Linked DNA regions of Mus musculus: regions 1 and 3 are each linked to region 2. Evidence: chromatin contacts called from public HiChIP or PLAC-seq and promoter capture Hi-C data. All regions are on one chromosome and are shown on one strand. The core of a region is the stretch at or near the end of the contact, and the rest is flanking DNA. Distances in the headings are between cores, read along the strand shown.

The links. Promoter capture Hi-C pulls out the DNA fragments that hold promoters and counts their contacts. HiChIP or PLAC-seq counts read pairs in DNA pulled down with a chosen protein or histone mark.
Region 1: an H3K27ac HiChIP or PLAC-seq map of embryonic stem cells shows a contact between it and region 2, with 5 times the contacts expected there. The contact joins the promoter of Ehd4 here to the enhancer-like site in region 2. A contact is called at or near these places in 3 of 39 promoter capture datasets (3T3-L1-derived adipocytes, erythroid cells and macrophages), 2 of 15 datasets of contacts at CTCF or cohesin (large pre-B cells and pro-B cells), 12 of 484 Hi-C or Micro-C datasets (the AML12 cell line, B cells, CD4 T cells and 8 more), 8 of 115 datasets of contacts at active chromatin or transcription factors (the 230-238 cell line, bone marrow-derived macrophages, embryonic stem cells and 3 more) and 4 of 9 other capture datasets (adipose tissue, liver, macrophages and 1 more).
Region 3: a promoter capture Hi-C map of embryonic stem cells shows a contact between it and region 2, with 12 read pairs. The contact joins the promoter of Mapkbp1 here to the enhancer-like site in region 2. A contact is called at or near these places in 9 of 39 promoter capture datasets (the 3T3-L1 cell line, 3T3-L1-derived adipocytes, HPC-7-derived erythroid cells and 5 more), 4 of 15 datasets of contacts at CTCF or cohesin (CD8 T cells, the NIH/3T3 cell line, large pre-B cells and 1 more), 10 of 484 Hi-C or Micro-C datasets (the 63-12 cell line, the C2C12 cell line, the G1E-ER4 cell line and 7 more), 7 of 115 datasets of contacts at active chromatin or transcription factors (bone marrow-derived macrophages, embryonic limb bud, embryonic stem cells and 2 more) and 4 of 9 other capture datasets (adipose tissue, embryonic stem cells, liver and 1 more).

What each region holds. Positions count from the first base shown.
Region 1 is chr2:120,151,992-120,155,853 of GRCm38.p6, reverse strand. It overlaps Ehd4 (EH-domain containing 4), which reads left to right and starts at 1,279. Exons shown (of 6, transcript NM_133838.4): 1 at 1,279-1,614. The coding sequence starts at 1,379.
Region 2 is chr2:120,041,929-120,045,964 of GRCm38.p6, reverse strand. It overlaps Sptbn5 (spectrin beta, non-erythrocytic 5), which reads left to right. Exons shown (of 67, transcript NM_001370938.1): 64 at 298-363; 65 at 680-781; 66 at 886-968; 67 at 3,681-4,036. The coding sequence ends at 3,693. It overlaps Pla2g4b (phospholipase A2, group IVB (cytosolic)), which reads right to left. Exons shown (of 20, transcript NM_145378.4): 20 at 2,932-4,036. It overlaps Gm28042 (predicted gene, 28042), which reads right to left. Exons shown (of 27, transcript NR_104353.1): 27 at 2,932-4,036. Among named protein-coding and RNA genes, the nearest start is that of Gm52559, 6.6 kb to the left of the region's middle. Within about 2 kb of position 1,439, at least 59 of the 459 cell types and tissues checked have an H3K27ac peak or open chromatin away from gene starts, as enhancers often do. A contact at or near this core is called in the SN4741 cell line, embryonic fibroblasts, embryonic limb bud and 3 more, where this site is marked.
Region 3 is chr2:119,970,472-119,974,736 of GRCm38.p6, reverse strand. Mapkbp1 (mitogen-activated protein kinase binding protein 1) reads right to left here and starts at 2,038. Exons shown (of 30, transcript NM_011941.3): 1 at 1,569-2,038. The coding sequence starts at 1,685.

The DNA.
Region 1 (3,862 bases), core at 30-2,529, 110 kb before region 2:
AGAGAGAGGCAGAGAGAGAGAGAGGCAGAGAGAGACAGAGAGGCAGAGAGAGAGAGAGAGGCAGAGAGAGAGAGGCAGAGAGAGACAGAGAGGCAGAGAGAGACAGAGAGGCAGAGAAAGACAGAGAGGCAGAGAGAGACAGAGAGGCAGAGAGGCAGAGAGGCAGAGAGGCAGAGGCAGAGGCACAGGCACAGGCAGGCCGATTTCTGAGTTCGAGGCCAGCCTGGTCTACAGATGAGTTCCAGGACAGCCATGGCTACACAGAGAAACCCTGTCTTGAAAAATCAAAATAAAAGTAAAATAAAATAAAATAAAATAAAAATAAACAAATAAATAAAAAACCCAAACCAAACCAAACCCCACCACCACCACCACCAACAACAAAACCACCCTTGCTGCACTGGCAACACCTGAACGATCTTTAAAATGCAATTTTACAACTACTTGCTGAATCAGCTCTGCATTTCCACCAAGTTCAAGAAGTCATTCCCACACAATCTTTCTCCAAACTTTATGCAGACAAGAATCATCTGCAGGCATTTGTTGAGCTGCATCTCTCAACATTTTATTTGGTGGGTCTGTATCAAGAACTAGAGACCTGCATTTTAACAAGCCTCTTGGGTTATTCCTATGCAGCTGGCCTCATTGGCCACACTGAAAATGCGCTAACACTATTTCTCGCTTAGGATACACAGGTGATGGTCAATTATTTCTACTAGTGTCTAGCAGAAAGAGGCCTTTAATTGATCCAGAGTTGAATGGAGGCAGAAGTGTCTGCGCAAATAGATTGAAGTCCATTTTCTCTCCAATTTTTGCCAATTATATCGGTGAGCCTGAGTATCTTCGACAGTAGTAAACAGGGCAATAACCTGCCCCAGGAAAAGGAACTTGTCTGTCAACTTTCTGAGTTTTCTGTCCCCAGTATCCACGTCCGGAGACTTGGGATGAGTCGAGTTCCAGGAGGACAGCCTCCGGTGGTTCATTCTTGCCAGCTCAGACTTGCCCGGAAGCCAACGCCACCTGGCCAGAAGGATGTACCCGGGTAGACGCGCCTGTGTCACCCCGCCTGGACTACACCCTCTCCGGGATCAGCCCTCTAGACCGATGCCGTCATCAATAATTCAAGGATCGCCTTTCCATTGGCTAGAGCTTCCACCCAGTCGCTGGCAAACGCCCAATGAGGAAGGACCTGAGATCGCTGCTGAATAATGAGCGCGCGCCCGTGACGCAGCGGCTGATGATTGGTCGTTGCGGCAGGGGGCGGACCCAGGAGCGGGCGGCGGCGAGAGCTACTGTCGGGCACAGAGAGCGAGCGACGCGGGTTCTGGGGTTCTTACTGAAGTGCGGCGGCGGCGGCGGCAAGTTGTGGGGCGGCAGCATGTTCAGCTGGATGGGGCGGCAGGCTGGCGGGCGCGAGCGCTCGGGCGGCATGGACGCGGTGCAGACGGTGACGGGCGGCCTGCGCTCTCTGTACCAGCGCAAGGTGCTGCCGCTGGAGGAGGCGTACCGCTTCCACGAGTTTCACTCGCCAGCGCTGGAGGACGCCGACTTCGAAAACAAGCCCATGATCCTGCTGGTGGGCCAGTACAGCACGGGCAAGACCACGTTCATCAGGTAATTTGCCTCGTCGGCTCGCTACCCCTCCGCTAGCGCACGGCCTGCCCTCAGGTTACACTCCGAGCTTGGTGGCCCGTCGCCTTCCCGGGTCCCGTTTCCCAAGGCTCCCTCCCCTGAGACCGGCCCCCAGCGCGCTGCGAGCCCCTTCCTTGCTGTTGCCAAGGCCTTCCTTGAGCCTGTCACCCTGGCCTGGGAGTGCAGGAAAGGGAGAGAAGGCAAGGCTCATCATTAGTGCAACCTAGTGCTGAAAGTGATAATGAAGGAATGCGGCTCCTAGGTGGAGAGGTAACCTTCCAGCACAGTGAGAATGAATGAACGAACGAACGAATGAATGAATGAGTGAATGCCACAGTAGGAGTATTGCCATGCCCTAGGTGCCACGTTCCGCCACAGCGGCGGGGCTGCTATCATCCAGCTTTATGGTCTATAGGAAGTTAGCCTACAGTGTAGCTGCCTCACCAGCCTGTGGACTGAAGGGGAGTGTCAGGTTACTGTTTGCTAGTTTCCATTTCTTCACCCTTGACAAACTGAAAATATTTGTCACGGTCACTCTGTCTCCGGAAGCAATAACCGGCTTGCCCTGCAGTTCCAACCACACAGCTTCCTCTAGAGTGACTCGATGAGAAATAATTTACAATGAAACGGACTGCTTTTTAAATGAGGCGTCTATTTCCCTATCTTTGGGAAGAATCGACGTTCAAATCCTTATCAGACGAAGCAAAGTGACTGAACATTTAAGATCTGGATCCTGAGTTTTGGAATTAGAACACTCATCATCATTTGATGTTCAACAGGTGTTCAGAAAACTGCATCTGTCTTGGGGACATGCCATTTCTTTTAGGTATGACCTCCTTTTTTTCCCCTCCTGTGACCTAAAGAGTTCCAAAAAAATAGAAAAGTTGTCACTACAAGAAATATGTTAAATCCAGGCCTGTAGATACACTGTGAATGAACTCAACAAAGGCAATACACTGTAGTTTGAAATGTGAACGAAGAGAGGGGGAAAATAATGTTGAAATTATTTCATGTAATGCTTTTAAATTAGCTGAAAACAGTGTTGAATATGTTAACTCAGAAATGAACCTAGAAATATTACAGTAACTGACAGATGCAAAGGGCTAGTTGAGATGGTGCTTGCCTGTAATCCAAGGACTGGGGAAGCTGGATCATGGTTATTTTGCCTTCCAGGCCAGCCTGGGCTACATAACGCAATCTAGGATAACCCTGACTAGACAACAAAAGACCGTCTTCAAAACAACAGCAATAAGAACAGCAACAAAACCTAGGAAACAAAAACAAAATAAATGGCAAGCAGGTGGTACATTAAGGTCTTGGTAGTCGCAGTTGTGAATTATCAGGATAATATTACAGGAGTGAAGAGAGAACTTTTAAGCTTAGAGCAATAAGAGTATAGCATTTTAAAATGTACTGGTGGCAGATACACAGCAGTCCCACCATTTCCTCCTGTACGTGCCATGGGCCTCACGGTACCTATGCATAATTAGGGAGCCTTTCTTGATTCTGTACTGACCTAGCCTGAAGACAGTGCATTCCTCTGACTGTAGCCTGACTCGTAAACAAGCCTCAGGTAGGAGAGTACAACGCAATTCTCAGGAAGGTGGAGCAATCCTCTTTCCCCGCCTCATATTATTTTGTTATATTCTCATTCTTCTGTGCTTCAGTTTTGAGAAGCTTTGTGGGAGAGGGCTAAAAGGCAGGTTCTGAGATTTGACTCATGGCTCTACTTCTTTTTTTTTTTTTTTTTTTTTTTGGTTTTTCGAGACAGGGTTTCTCTGTATAGCCCTGGCTGTCCTGGAACTCACTTTGTAGACCAGACTGGCCTGGAACTCAGAAAGCCACCTGCCTCTGCCTCCTGAGTGCTGGGATTAAAGGTGTGCACCACCACGCTTGGCTTATGGCTATACTTCTTAAGCCCTTTTTAGAGCTGGAACTCAGTAGAAGCTGCAACCCAGGGAGGAATCACCTTAGCTGGGAGCTTGGGCCAGTGGCTTTGCTATTCCACAAAGGGCCCAAAGTGGACCTTGGGGTTAGAAGAAGATACTACAGACAGGAAGCTGGATGAATCTTCACTTGTGGCATCTGAAATTGGTTTTAGAGAGCAGTAGGGGGAAGTGATTGGTTTCCAGGAGGAAAACAGTAAACAGAGGGCACCTGTCCTGGAGACTTGGCACTTAGAGAGGTAAACAAAGGAGATGTCCATGAGAGCTGGCCTTCTTGGACCTTG
Region 2 (4,036 bases), core at 190-2,689:
AGAGCTGAAGCATGATCATAGAAGGGACCAGCACTCTGAGTGGGAGAGAAGACGGGAGGACTCGTGTTTGAACACTAGGGGTGAGCTGCACATCTGGCTAAGAGGAAGGAACTGTAGCGTGGTAGCCTCGTTGGACTACCATTATCTCCCTGGAGCATGTAGCCAGGTCACAGGGGCACAGGTATCCAGGGTCCACACTCTGGAGCAGGCCCAGGGGCCAGGAGTGCTGGGGGGGCACTAGGAAGGAGGAGTGGGTGTCTCCCTTCTGACATCTGGGCCCCCATCTTGTATTTTCAGGAGGCAAAGGGTGGTCATGTCACGGAGGCATCTGTGGAACAGCAGCCCCCCACAGAAGGGAGGCAGGTGCGTGCTAGCTCTAACTGCAGGCAACCATATTCAGCAACCATCCAGGCCTGCCACTGTGGCTTCTGGTAGACTCCTGTGTAACTTCCTGGGTGGTCTCAGAGAAGGCAATAGTTTCTACCCACAGAAGAGGAAAGGGGAAGAGAAGGGGCTTACCCCTACCTGCTTTGGTTGCCAGGTCAAGAACTTCCAACCTCTCGGTTGTCCTGTCTGAGCCCACCCTTGTTTCCTCTTCCCGGTGAAAACTGTGAGCAGTACTTTTCCTGAAAGAGTCTGAGGCCTGGCCTGGGGGCCCTTTTCCCTGTCTTCCCCACAGCCCAGAACCAGCTTCCCAACCAGCAGCCATGGGATCTTGGCAAGGGGAGCCTCGAGCCCATTCTCAGATATGAGGAAGGCAGAAGTGCCAAGTGGCACTGGGGTAAGAGCTCTCAGGCAATTAGAAGCATCTCAGGGGGATAGAAGATAGCTCCCATAGGGAAAAGCCAAGGGCCCCTGTGATCCCTGTACCTCATTGCTCCCCAGGAACTGGCTTACGTGTCCCCCCTTGTACCTGAGGAGACTGAATGTGAGAGGCTGGAGGACAGAAGGCAGACTTTCTTCCCAAGGTGAGGGTTATAGGCCTGGCCCGACAGCAAGCTTGGCTGGGGCTATAGGCAGAGGTCCAGCATGACAGGTCAGCTTAGAAGGCAGGCTGAGCATCTCTGAGTTCTGTTTGCAGTGTTGTCTGAAAAGCAGGCTGCAAGCTGGCAGCCAGCCTTGGGTAGCATGGCAGGTGGGCTGGAGGGGAAGGAAGGAGGGGCTGCTGGGGCCCAGGTTCCCAGTGTTATTGTACCTTACAGAGCTATGAGCTTTTACAGCCCATCTCTCTAGAAAGTGAGCCTTGCGGCTTTTCTCAATGAACTTACTACTCTGAGTGGCTTAAAAACTCGCCAGACACAGATAATCAGTAGCAGAGGTAAAGATTTTCCTGTCCTGTCCCCTTTGGAGTCTGTACCAACTCCCTACCTCCACCCCACCCCTTCTAGCCAGGGACTGTGTGGGCTCTGTTTCTTTTGGGACTCAAAGGCTGTGTTAACTCCAAATGCTGTCTTGATTGGTCTGGACTGTGGCCACGCCCAGGTCTATGTGCAGAAAGAATGTGCAGAACACACCCTTTGCCATTTGTGCCTGCCTCACGAGTCTGCTGGGTTCTCTGTGGAGTGGTGTGTGTGGGGGGGTTCCTCCCTGTTCCTTGGTCCTAGCTCCCTCCCTCACTGTCATCACCTCCCCTTGTTCCCACCTTTTTTCCAGAATCCCAAAGGAACCCTGGATTTTTCCACCTCCCTGCAGTGAGCTCTCAAGGAGTCTGCTTGGAAGTGTTGAGCGCTCACCCACACTGTAGCACCAGAGTAGAAAGGCAGACAAGGGCTGACTCAGCATGCATCTTAGTCCCTGAGCCAGGGACACAGCTTCTAGGAAGGAGCCGTCTTGGGCAACATGAACCTTACCCTCTGGTTCTACAGCCTAGAACCCAAGGTCAGGCTCCCAGCTGAGAGCAAGGACACTGTATCCAAGTGGGATACTGGTGGAATGGGTTTTTCTCTTTATCCCAAGATGCCAGGACTCAAGGCCCGCTCTGTTGAGTGGGCTTGTGAGACCCCCACATGGGAGACCCTGGCTCCCACACCTCAGAAAGCTGGAAGCCATCACACCAGCACTCTAAGGTGACAAGGCTCTCTTCCCCCATAGACTCCAGGAACATGCTATCACAGGGGCTCACTTCCCCCCCCCCCATCTCCCCACCTTCTACACCTACCCCTCAGAAGCTCCACATGCCATTACTGCTCTGGCCATCCCCCAGTCAAGAGTCTCTCTGGGTGACCACACACCCCTGGATGCTCCCCAAGTCCTCACTCTCAAACTTCTTTTCCTTGCTCTCTGAGACATCTGAGACAGTGCCTCTGCTCTTTAGCTCCATCCTGACTCCATCCTGTCTTGTCTCTGTTCCTGATTCCAGGGGGATACAGGGTCAAGGTGTCAGCATGTGCAGGCCAATGGCAAGAAGTATAAAGGCTAAGGGATTAGGCAGACTGAACGCAGGCTCTCCTTTGGCATGCTCAGCCTCACGTGGATCCTGGCTTCATGCTCAGCCACCTCAGCTATGCCTTTCCTATCTCCAAGCCAAGGGGCTTTGGGCCCTCTAAGAACTGGGGTAGGGTACTTGGGGCATCTCTAAGAATTGGGGTAGGGTACTTGGGGCATCTCTAAGAATTGGGGTAGGGTACTTGGGGCATCTAGATGAGGATGTGAATACCTCCCCCCCCCCCCACATACACCCAACACCAGTCCCCAGGTCCAGTCAAATACATCTGTCATATACATCTAGGCTGGCACTCAGCTATGTGCCTGAAGGCCCTCATGCTGTAACAGGTGATGGCCATGGTGACAGCCACAGCTGTGGTCCCTCTGCAAGCCTCCGGTGCTCCAGCTTGATTCTGATGCACAGGAGGAGGAACAGGACTTGTACTAGACGCACCAGTTTCTGGTGGTCCTGGGACTGACCTGAGGGCATGTACTTTACCACTGAGATTTAACTTTTTAAAAAAATATTTATTTATTTATTTATTTATGTATTATATGTAAGTACACTGTAGCCGTCTTCAGACACTCTAGAAGAGGGCATCAGATTTCATTACAGATGGTTGTGAGCCACCATGTGGTTGCTGTGATTTGAACTCAGGACCTTTGGAAGAGCAGTTGGCACTCTTAACCGCTGAGCCATCCCACCAGCCTGAGATTTAGCCTTTTAAGATTGATTTATTTTATGCATGTGAGTACATTGTTGCTATCTTCAGGCACACCAGAAGGTGGCATCAGATCCCATTACAGATGGTTGTGAGCCACCATGTGGTTGTTGGGAATTGTACTCAGGATCTCTGGAATAGCAGCCAGTGCTCTTAACCACTGAGCCATCTCTCCAGCCCCCCTTAGTTATCTTTTACTTGACAGCTAAATTGTGGCCTTGAACTCACTCTTGTAGCCCAGGCTGGCTTTGAACTTGTACTCTTCCTGACTTAGTCTCCTGCGTAGCTGGGATTAGAGACCTATGCCACCAGGTCCAGCTCATAGTGGCTTCTAATGGTGTTGGGACAAACACTTGCCTGGCTGACAGAGCTTGCTGGATCATGAGAATCAAAGTTGTTACACCCTACTCATCTCAGAGCCTCTAGTACCTGCTCACACCTCAGCTAGGAGCAGGAGGGATGTTCAGGTATGGAGAGGACTAGACACCATGTTTAGGGAGGGTGGTTGGTTCCTAATCTCTGTTCTCCCTACAGGTCTAAACCTTAAGATGAATCCTCAGTCAACACCAATCCTCGGGGCTACCAGTGGAGACACACCTGGGAACCACTCGACTACTGACCCAAAGGTACCCTCCCCAGGGCTGCTCAGGACCAGTGTGCAGAACACAGCTCCTGTCAGAGGACAAGCAACTGATGTCGCAAGTCACTGGCTATGCCTGAGATGAACCATGGCTTCATTGCAAGATCTCTGGGCAAAGATGGCAACCTGTGACAGGACCGGAACGTCCATGCTCGAGGCCTCTTGGGAAGGGACCTGCTTTCAGAGTGGAAGTAACAGCCTGGTACAGCAGATACTCTTGGGACAGTGCCACAAGCACCTCCCGTTTATA
Region 3 (4,265 bases), core at 789-3,288, 72 kb after region 2:
GGAAAAAAAATCCTTGAAAGGGGCACCAAAGCCAATTATTGCTCTGCTAAGGTAGAGCAACAATATGCTGCTGTCTCTAAGGACTGTGCCCTTGGCAATCCTATGCCACACAGAGTTACTATGTTTATGGGCTCCTAGGAAGACACAAAACCTAATCTGATCCTGTGGGAACAATGCTCAAGACTCCCTCAAGGGAAATCTTGTAAATAAATGTATTCTACTTTTGTATGCCCCAAATTGTGATGAGTCTCAAAACTGAATAAAATATGAGCTGGGCATGCCAGCAATCCCAGCACTCAGAAGGCTGTGGCACAAGTTTATAGTTCGAACCCATCCAGGACTGTGTAACAAGAGCCTGCCTTGAAACAAAACCAAACAAATAAAAAAAAAAGTATAAGGACCAAATCCCAGACATGTATAAGAATGGAAGATGGATGAACGTCTGCCCAGAAGAAGGATGCTGGCATACAATGCTCAGAATGAGCAGTGCCACAAGGACAGACCAGGAGAGCTGCCTTTCTGGCACACACACGTGGCTCCTTCATGTTATCACGAGAAACCAAGACGTTCCAGTTAAAGCAACTTAAGTATCTTTATTTATATTATATTATGGATATGATTGCTCTATCTGCATGTACACCTGCATGCCAGAAGAGGGAGGGCATCAGACCTCATTATAAATGGTTGTGAGCCACCATGTGGTTGCTGGGAATTGAACTCAGGACCTCTGGTAGAGCAGCCAATGCTCTTAACCACTGAGCCATCGCTCTAGCCCAGCAACTTAAGTATCTTAAAGAGATAAACCATTTTACATTTATTTCTTCCCCTGCATATGTGCATGCACATGTGGAGATCAGAGAACTACTTCCAGGAGTTGGTTTACTCCTTCCACCATGTGGGTCCGAGGAATCAAAATCAGATCAGGCTTGTTGGCAAAGGTCTCTACCAGTCCAATCTTGCCAGCCCAATCTTCTACATCTTTGAACATGACAGGGTATCACTATGTAGCCCTGGCTCCCCCTGGAAATTGTTATATAGACCAGGCTGAACTTGCCTCTGACTCCCTAGTGCTGGGATTACAGGCATGCATCACTAAGCTTGTCAAAAAATTGTTTTGCTCTCTTAGATGAAGTGTATTAGTATATTCTTTCTGTTGTACAGTCTGGCATTATAACCCCAACTGTTACACTAATACATTAGTCACAGCTAGGTCCTTTACAGAATATGTGATCTCACTGTACTCTTCTAAGAAGAGAAACTGAGTCATAAAATGTCAACTTGTTTCCCAAGCACACACTTAGTTTAAACTGAGGCCCTGTTAAACCCAGTTTGCCTTCCTATGCCCTTCTTCAAGCCATGGCTGCGTCTCAGCATGCCCACCCACGCCTGCTGTTCTTCCAACTTCAAATCAGGTCGTCAAAGATAAGCGTATATGATCTTTTAAAGCCAACAGAGAAATTTCATTCTTCCACCCCCTTCCTGCCCCTCAAGAAAGAGAAAGGTAAAAAAAAGGAACGAAGTGCAGGAGAGGACAGAGTAGGTAAGAGGTGGCTCCCAACAGGACTCACCTTGGAGCTGAGGTCCTCTCTCCGGTTTCCTGCTTTACTTCTGCGTAATTTGATGGATGGAGACCTCAGCAAGTTCTTGATACGGCTAGTAATGGTTGACCCTTCTCCAGCCATCATAACGAGGAGCCCCTAAGGACAGTCCCTGGCCTAGCCTTTGGACTTGTCTCAACAGCGGTACTGCCTTCTCGTTCAACACAGCCTTCGGATATGCACTTTCACTGGCCTGAGATGGCAGAAGCAACCTTATCATCACAGTAGGTGTCTTCTGCTTGTCACCAACTCTTACTCTGGGCATTGCCCTGCGCTTTCCCACTCCCCATCCCCACCCTAGCCTGCTAGATTTTTTTTTACAAGGGGAGGACGACCCCTGGAGTGAAGAAATGTCAGGCCCACACCTGCCAGAGGCGTTTAACTGAAGAATCGGATGAACTAGTGACCAGTCGGGCGCCGGTTACAGCCCAAGTGTTCCCATGGTAACTGAGGTGTCCAAGGGAGGAGGCCTCCGAAGCCACTGGGCAAGGGGCCGAAGCACCGAGCTGGCCGCCGGGCTCACGCTGGCCCGAGCCGATGCGAGAAGCTCCCTCCCGCACCCGAGTCTTGGGAGCTCCGTTTTAGCCCCCCACACCCACTGCCTACTTCAGAAACCCTACTACTCGTCAGCGCCCCCGTTCGCTGGGGCCCAGCTCACAGCGCCCTCCGGCATCGCGATCGACGGCTTCAGCTCTGCTGCCGCAGCCGCAGCAGTAGCTATGGTGGCACCAGCGGCTCAAAACGCGAACTAGAGCCTGGGCCGAGCTGCGCTGGGAGGGCGGGGCCTAGTAAAGGGGGTGCGGTCTGTGGCAGATTGGTTCCCGATTGGACGACTGATGCCTATGGGGGCGGAACCAAGGAATGAACCAAGAACGCAGAGGTCTCGGATTCTGCACAGTATAATTGTGGGTACCGCTCCTAAAGGAAGGTCAATGTAATATTGCTTTAGAATTGAGAGAACCTGGCCTTTTACGGTATTATCAGGCATGGTCCTCTTAGAGAACTTTGATAACCACGCCTCCAGGCCTAAGATTGATATTTGGTGGGCCTAGGAGATTACGGCTGAAATTTAATTCCTAACTCATAAAAAAAAAAAAAAAAAAAAAAAAAAAGGAGGGGGGGGGTTTGGGATGCTGCCAAAAGAACTCCTTTCCATTCCAAGTGCTGGGATTTAACGCAGTTGGAATCGTTTCTGATTCCGGCCAGCCTAACACAATGACTCACGCAGAGTAACTCAATTTACACACTTTTGAACTTAATCTATCAGTGATGGAAGACTCAAGCCTCAAAATAGAGCCTTAGGGTAGGTTGTGAACTGAAAAGGCACCCATGATATAATCCATCATTTCCTTAGCTGCCAACGTCCTTATAGCATTTAACAAGAAATACTGTTAACAGCATTAACAGTATTTTTGCTACTCCAGATCTTTTCTGTCTTTTCAAAAATTGCAAACACCCCTAGGGCTGACACCGATGTCAAAGTTTGCTGCTATCAGGTTTTGTTTGTTTTGTTTTGTTCTAGCTCATGGAGATAGGGGAAATACCACATACTCATGCTTCATAGATTTGTAAGTTGGCTAGAATTTTTCATCTAGCTACTACTTCAAGAAATTACCTTGGGGGTTGGGGAGCGCTGGACAGATGGATTGGTGATTAAGAGCGCTGGCTTCTTTTCATAAGACTCAGGTTTAATTTACCAGCACCCTTATGGCATATCACAACAGTTCCCAGGGATTTGTCTCCCTCTTTTGGCCTCCATCATAGGCACCAAGCAAAACACCCAAACACATAATTTCTTTAAATAAAATAAAACTGCCTTCTGAAAAGGCTAGCTTAAGCCAAAAGGCCTGTACCCAACTAGAACAGTACACTGACATGTCCCCCATTCCAGACCGTAGGAACTGCTGAGGAAAATGGTAGTTAGAGGGAAGGATCCTTAAAAAATGGTTTAGTGGCCGGGCGGTGGTGGGACATGCCTTTAATCCCAGCTCTTGGGAGGCAGAGGCAGGCGGATTTCTGAGTTCGAGGCCAGCCTGGTCTACAAAGTGAGTTCCAGGACAGCCAGGGATATACAGAGAAACCCTGTCTCGAAAAAACAAAAAACAAACAAAAAAGTTTAGTGGTACTTGCACAATCTGTGTTCAAACAGGAAGGTACCTGTGTACTATATAGCTACGTATTGGATACAAATGTCAACAGCAACTGGACGCCTAAAGCCACACATTATAGATTTTAGGAAACTAAAATGGTACTTCCAATTTTACCGCCTAGACCCGAAGACAAGAATGATCACCTCTAACTATATTAACTCGGCACCATTAATCATCTGCGATTTGACCTACTCACAAAGCTGCTGTACATTGCTAACAAATGCCACCACCTGGTGTTTTAATTTGTGTACTACAGGTCCTGCTCTTCTCTGACCGGGTTTATCATATTTTCTTTGGGCAATCTGTTTCACTTTTATGGGTTTGCAAAGTGTCCGTCCTTTCTCGCCCAAAGCTATTATGGCTTAGCTCCTTAAAGACACCTTCATTCCTGAAATATTTTCATCTGGTCTGATCTGCACAGGCAACTCTAAGCACTTGCTTTCCATATCTAAAGGTGAGACTCATTGAAGTTGAGAAAGTTTAATGAGGGAACAAAACTCTTGAAATTGGGTGTTTT